2 separate regions of the Gossypium hirsutum genome follow, and region 2 is linked to region 1. Evidence: chromatin contacts called from public Hi-C data. All regions are on one chromosome and are shown on one strand. The core of a region is the stretch at or near the end of the contact, and the rest is flanking DNA. Distances in the headings are between cores, read along the strand shown.

Region 1 (3,451 bases), core at 436-2,935:
CCAAGTGAAGTATACGCAACCATTTAGGAACATCAAGATTTAAATGTAAACCTGTTATATTCTGCACTTAAGAAGTTCAAACTCAGCAAAGAGAAGTTTAAGCCACGTAATGAGGACATGGTCATTTCCTTATTCACTCACCCACAACTTCTGGAAACTTCCAAAGATCTGAATGCCATGTCTCCAAACAAATGATAAACGTCTGTACCACTTTTTACCAAAGTGCACAAAAGCCGCTTTAAATGTCTGTTTTGCTGATAAATAGAAACCATTACGTGTCTCCTCTTTCTCGATTTTAAGAGCTGCATCATCAATAGTTGGCTTAGAACTTTCACCATTGGTAGAGTATTCTGCTTGCTTCTCAATAAATTCATCATCAGTCTTCCAGAACTTCAATGCCAATTTTCCTTTCCTAGCACCAGAACTAAACCAGTTCAACCAAAACTCGGCATCCAAGAACATCAACCCATCATCATCAGCATTTGCAACTTCTATGTTTTCAGTTACAGTTTCCATGTCAAGATTATTTACAACAGGGGGTTCAGACTCATCTTGTGACCACAAGCCAGCACTGGTTATCTACAACAAAGGACAAATTTGAAGTCTAAGGCATAATAGTTTGATATTAAACAAAATCTCATTATCTTAAAAACTTCTGTAGCATTAGTACGGTAAAAACAAAATCGAATTGCCTACCTTAATCTGAACAAGTTGGACTTCATTTGATTCAACTCCAGAGAGCTCACTTGAACATCCAGGCTTCATATGCAAAAAAAAGCAACATAATCATTCAAGTCTTCCATACATGTATAGAAAAGCAGTTTAAAGAAGGGGAACTGAATAGAAGAAGAAAAAACAAAATCACATTCTGCCATCCTAAGTTCAATTCTTAAGTAAATAACAATATGCTGCACTGTGATATCAACAATTAAACAGTTCTGCTAAGTTATTGTCACAAACAATGAACCATCTCTAACTATTTCCATTATTAAAAAAAATACTTTAAAGGGTGTTTTAATCATGGCAACCATCAATAATACAAAGCAATTTCTCAAACTTTGATTATGGAAGAAAGTAAATCTGCTACTCAAGTTGAACATAGAAACGACGTCTCATGAATTGAAATTGTGAACATTACTAAACCAGGATGAAACTATATATATATATAAAATATATATATAGTCGATCAAAGCTAAACCAGTTTCAATACTATAAAAGACCCCAAAAGGATTTGATGAAACGTACAGCAACTAAGCAATTACGATCCAATTAAACAATTTCCAAGGAAACCCAAAATCAGAAACCCCAACCCCAAATCAACACAAAATTTAAAAAAAAAAAGGCGGGTGAGAGTTGAAATACCTGTTGAACATAATTAGCGTGCATAACAACAAGAATACAAAAGGAAGTAATGGCAATAAAGAGATAGATATACTCCAAAGCTACTCTCACTCTTGGTGTTAATATCTGAGAAAATCTCTCTTGAACCCTTATAAACGTTTGCTCTGGATCCATATCTCTCTCTTTCTTTTCCTCTATTCCACAATTTCAGATGAATCGAGCTATCATTGTTTTGCTTTTTTTTTTTTCTTGAAGAATTTCCTTTTTCTGCGTGTTGTTCATCTAAGACTGGTTGTCGGGTATTGAAAATGTTTTTATGGGCTCATGACTTTGACTGGCAATCCCATTTTTTTAATCATTTCCTTTTTGGAATTTGTTGATGAAATGGACCAACAACTGAGGATGAACATTAGAAAACGACAACACTGGCACATATGGGTATTGTTGGTTGGGCTTGGAGCTAAGATCAAATTGGAGCATAAAATGAGAAGTCTGGTGTGAATAAAAGGTTAAATTCTGATTTAGTCCCTGTACTTTGAAAAAGTCATGAATTTAAATATTGTATTTTAATTTGGTTATGTTTAGTCCTTGTACTTTTAAAATTTCAGTTATCACCAAATGATGACTATTAAATTTATTAACTTCTACTATTTCCAAAATTTGATGCACCAAAATTATCATATGTGTAATGTCATGCCAGCTTGCTATTTTCACATATTACTTACTAAAAATCCAATTATAGATTATCGATTGCATAGAGAATGAAATCTCGAAATTTAAAAAGTATTAGAGAATATGGAGCAAATCTACAACTGTTCGCATAATATAGAACTAGTAATTGAATTTAACCAAGCTATTGAATTGGAGAGAAAAAAAACTAATCCTGCAATTGTTTTTAGTAGGGCTTTTTACTAAAGAAGTATAAAAAAATTCTAAAATAATACACCTAAAAAACTAATTACCGGAATGGTACGTTCAGGGTGGTCACGCCACTGTGAGAGGCGGCACCACCTTGATTTCTAACATGCACAGTAAAAAAAATGCTAAAAACAAAAAAAAAAGCTGAAAACGAAAAAAAAAATAAAAAACAGGTCATGTGGGTGCTAGAGGCGGCATTAGTGGTGTGGGTCCCAGAGGCGGCACTTAAGCAGTATATAAGCACGTAGAATCAGCAACTCTGGGACCAAGAAGCAGCAGCAAGGAGAAGAAAATAAAGAAAAAGAATGAGAAGGAAAAAAGAAAGAAAAGAAAAAAGAAGGTATAATTTTTTTAAAAATAATGAATTTTTATATTGTTATTGTGTTTTTGTTGTCATTATTATTGTTGATTTTTATTATTTTTTGCTGTTAGTTATTATTATTGTTAGTAAAAAACCCTTATTATTATTGTTAGTAAAAAAATCCTAATTATTGTTAGTTATTGTTATTGTTGATTTATATTAATTTTGTAAAAAAAACCCTAAAAAAGCCTATTTATGTTATGTAAAGAATGTATTATTTTTTTATGTAACTTATTTGCTATATGTATTTTAGACTTAATCTTTCAAACAACCAATTTTGCTATTTTATTTTATTTTTTATATTATTACGGTAAAAAACCCATTTTAGGTTGATTAGATAATATTTATGAAATTTATTTGGCATGTTATATATAGATATTGTTAGAAATGGCAACATATTTGGTATTGCTTGATGAAATAACAACTTCAGCACAAAGGGAGAAAGTTGATAAGATGATGCGAGAAGTGCAAGATTACAGAATGAAACTAGAAGAATATATTGTTCAACACGTTATCACAATAAATAAAAAGATGCAAGAAGTGTTGTGGAAAGGTCATGAAATGATTAGGAAGAATAAAGTTCAATACTTAATCCTTAGAGGGACATTAATAGAACGGGAACATCAAATCATGTTAGACCAACTTTGGAAGACATTGATACCACGAACCTATTGGAATCTAGTTATATGCTTCGTAAAGTTTATAATCTCTTATGGAGCAAGGAAAATATGAGACAAAGTATAGGTTCACGAAAGTTGATTGGGAAGCAAAATGTGATTGACATACCATGGATAAATTAGATGTTAGGAAATTACCAAGAGAATTTCTAAT
Region 2 (3,875 bases), core at 847-3,346, 140 kb after region 1:
AGGTTGAATAGACTCTTCTTATGATTAAATCTTGTATAATTGGATGGAATTGCATGCAATCGTAAAAATAAGACAACATAAATCTATCGAATTAGAGTCAAATCTAATATGGGGATCCATAGAGCATTTTAATGCAATAATAGAGGTTTTAATTAGAAAGAAATTTCAATTAATCAACCTAAAGTTAGTCGCTCTTATGCTCCAAAAAGATATTAGCATAAATTAGGGATTTCTACGGATCAAAGAACTAAGAGCAAAAGTTGCATAAATTAGATTTAGAATTATAGATGAAATCTAGGTGGATTCTTACCTAGGAATAGTTTTGTCACTTGATTGATATTTTATTATTTTTGTGATTTATTTCTTTACCACACTCGTTAGTTAATTTAGTTAGTTAATTTTAGTTTTAATAAATCTTTTTAATTATTAGGTTAAACAATAGGAAGACGATAATTACTAGTAATTGTTGTCTTTAAGGGAACGATATTTGTGCTCACCATAACTATACTATGAATTGATAGGTGCACTTGCCTTAGTCGATTTATTAGTTAGTTTAATGGACATCAGAATGGGTATGAAGGACTAAAATGCAAACTTTGCAAACTTTATCAATTCTGAGAACTTAAACAAAAACTCAATATGCTTGTGGTGTATAATAATAAGTGAGTGATATGAATGATTTATATGCTTAATTTTAAATTGGTTTGGTTGCATTTGAAAGTTGTATGCAGGGACTTAGAGGTAAAAGTTATAAAATTGGCAAAGAAAACTTAAAATTTCAAACTGGGATACAGTTCTTAAAATTTATACGGGCCAACCACATAGCTGTGTGGCAGACACGAGATGTGACACGACTGTGTGGCAGACACGGGCTATGACATGGTTGTGTGAATAATGGAAGCAAATATTTTTGGAACCACACGGTTCTCGAGATCCATGCAGCCCGAGGACACAACCGTGTGCCCTGTTTTTCAAAATAATCCTTATTTGAATACTATCTTAAATGCAAAGATGTTTTTTTTAAAATTATCGAGTTCATCCCTAATCTTGGTAATTAACTAAAAATATTCAACAAGTGATAATTTTACTTTGAACAAAATGTCAAAGTCTATTATTCTGGCAATCAATATAACATTCATATACTTGATTCGATTGTTGTGTTGGGTATAAGGGTGTTATATATATGATGATTAAGAGATGTTCAGTAATCTTAAGATGTTGTTCAAAGAGAAATTATTGGGATCCATCGTTATGTTACAGACAACGAATGTTTCTTATCATTGTAAAGATATCGAAGTTCATGATGTGACTGGCAACACTATAAATAAGGTTATTAGGATTGATTATAATATTGAGAATTGCGACCCTTGAATGCTAGTGGAGAGGCACCCAAAGAGGTCCAACAAAAAATCTAATGAAAACATTTATTAGGATTAAATTTATGATAGTCGATAAATAATTCTCCAAAGATAAGATAAAGATACAAAATGAAAAAAAAAGGTCAAATTCTATTATTAGGCCTTGTACTTTACATAAGTTGTGGATTTAGCATCTATAGTTTAATTTAGTCATTTCTAGTTCTAGTACTTTTAGAAATTGAAAATTTTAGTTCTGATTAAATGGTAACTATTAAATTCATTTAGTTAATTTATGTTATTTTCAAAATTTAATACGCTAAACATATTATTGCATGTGTAATGCTATTTTAACTTGTTATTTCCATATATTTACTCACAAAAAAAATCAGTTAATAGATTTAGTAATTGTCATTTGCATTAAGACTAAAATTTTAAAATTAAAAAAAATAGAGATTAAGAATGATCCACTTGAAAATATTGACTAAATTTATAAATATACACATAATACATGAATAATAGCATATTTAATCAAACAGATTTAACAGCTATCATTTAATCAGGACTAAAATTTTAAAATTCAAGAAGTATAAGGACTAAAATTGATCAAATTAACAAAACTGCACAACTTATACAGGGTCTAATAGCAGAATTTGACCAAAACAATAACAATAATGGGCCACAGCTGAGCATTTCAAAATGCGGCCCAATTTATAACTACAATAATGCACACTACTACGCTTTCGGCTCAAATCAACCAAATTTTACACTGAACCGACTGAAAACCCTTTTCCCAATAGAACCAAACCCCGCGACCCGTGATGGAGGAGAAACGCCGGGATGCGGTTAACTCCCCGGCGGAGCCGGAGCTGGCATCAACTCGCCGTCGGGGTGGAGCGCTGAAGAGAAAAGTTAATTCGCTTTCCGGGTCTAGTTCTTCATCAACTCCGTCGAAACGGGTTACTCGGGAGAAGTCAAACTTGATCTCCCACTCTCCCGTTAACCATTACGGTCCGTTAACCAGGGCTCGCCAAGGGGCGCCTAGTGGAAACCTAGCCTTGGGTTCGAGTTCGGGATCGGGTGGCGCGAAGCTTGAGGAGACGAATTTGGTGAAGCAAAGTGTAAAGGCGGAAGATTTGGAAGAATTAAAGGCAAGTGAAGAGTTGGAGGCTTTGGAAGCTAAGATTGAGGCTGATTTTGAGGCTATTAGGTCTCGTGATAGTAATGCGCATGTTGTTCCTAATCATTGCGGTGAGTTTTTTCTTTTCCCCTTTTTCTTTTCCTTGTTTGGTTGATGAGAAAATTGGCAGGAAAGGGAATGAAGGGTGAACTATTTGTTTTACAGCTTTAGTGAGGTGAATTCTTTCTTGGGAGGTAGTGAATTGGAGAAATTATGTGGAATTTTTTTTCGTTTTCTGTTGATTTAGAGTTCAATTTAGTTTGTATTGTAGTTTTTTGTCTCAATTGTGGAAAACAAGAAGAAAAATATTGAATTTGTTTTCTTGAGTAGTTAATTTGAGAGTTTATTTCTTTATTTTTTTTCTATATGCTATATGAATTCCAAGTCTTTTTTATGGTATTCACAATGAAATGGTACATAAATATTCATCCAGTTTGTTCTGCTCATTTCTTATCAGCCATGCATGAGAATTAGACCTTGCAATATTAGACACGATATGCAAAACGTAAGTAAAATATTACATAGAACCCAAAAAAAAAAAAAAAATCCATACTACACTAATACATAAATGTCTCAGAATCCACTTAAACATGAATATGACATAGGAAAAAACACGATTAGGTCACAGTACTCAAGCTGCAAAGAGAATGTTGATCTTATTTTCATTAGCAGAGAGCAAACTAGGGCTAATAATTGACTTCATTGGAAGCATCTTATTTTGAAGCTATAAATATTGAAAAAGAAGAAACTGAACTATAAGATTCTTTGGTGTTTCCTCATGTTGTTGGTTTTTGTTTTCATCTTCTCTTTGTACCTATAGGATGGTTTTCATGGAAAAAAATTCACCATCTGGAAGAGAGTATCTTGCCTTCTTTCTTTAATGGGAAATCCCCAAATCGTACCCCCGCTGCATACATGGAGATTCGCAATTGGATTGTGAAGAAATTTCATGCAAATCCAAGCAAGCAGATTGAGTTGAAAGATCTGGAAGATCTTGAAGTCGGTGACTTGGATGCAAGGCAGGAGGTATTGGAGTTCCTGGACTACTGGGGTTTGATTAATTTTCATCCATTCCCTCCGGCTGGTTCTGCTGTGCCTAATCCCAATGGGGATGGGGATGGAGATGCGATGACAGAAAAGGATTCTTTGCTTCAAAAATTGTTTCACTTTGACGAAATTGAATCACGCCCACAAGTTGTTACCAAGCCTAACCTTTCAAGCCCATCTCTACCATCTGGGCTACTTCCAGAATCTGCGGTTGCTGAGGACTTGATGAATCCGGAGGGGCCATCTGTTGAGTACCATTGCAACTCTTGTTCAGCTGATTGCTCTAGGAAACG

Evidence for each region. A called contact is a pair of places that touch in the nucleus more often than the background predicts.
Region 2: a Hi-C map of leaf shows a contact between it and region 1, with 2.2 times the contacts expected there. The contact joins the promoter of LOC107949076 here to the promoter of LOC107891099 in region 1. A contact is called at or near these places in 4 of 34 Hi-C or Micro-C datasets (callus, hypocotyl and leaf).

Annotation. Positions count from the first base shown.
Region 1 is chrA04:86,037,309-86,040,759 of Gossypium_hirsutum_v2.1, forward strand. LOC107891099 (membralin-like protein At1g60995) reads right to left here and starts at 1,686. Exons shown (of 14, transcript XM_016815752.2): 1 at 1,363-1,686; 2 at 697-759; 3 at 142-579; 4 at 1-61. The coding sequence starts at 1,515.
Region 2 is chrA04:86,174,782-86,178,656 of Gossypium_hirsutum_v2.1, forward strand. It overlaps LOC107949076 (SWI/SNF complex subunit SWI3D), which reads left to right and starts at 2,097. Exons shown (of 8, transcript XR_001697626.2): 1 at 2,097-2,606; 2 at 3,356-3,875.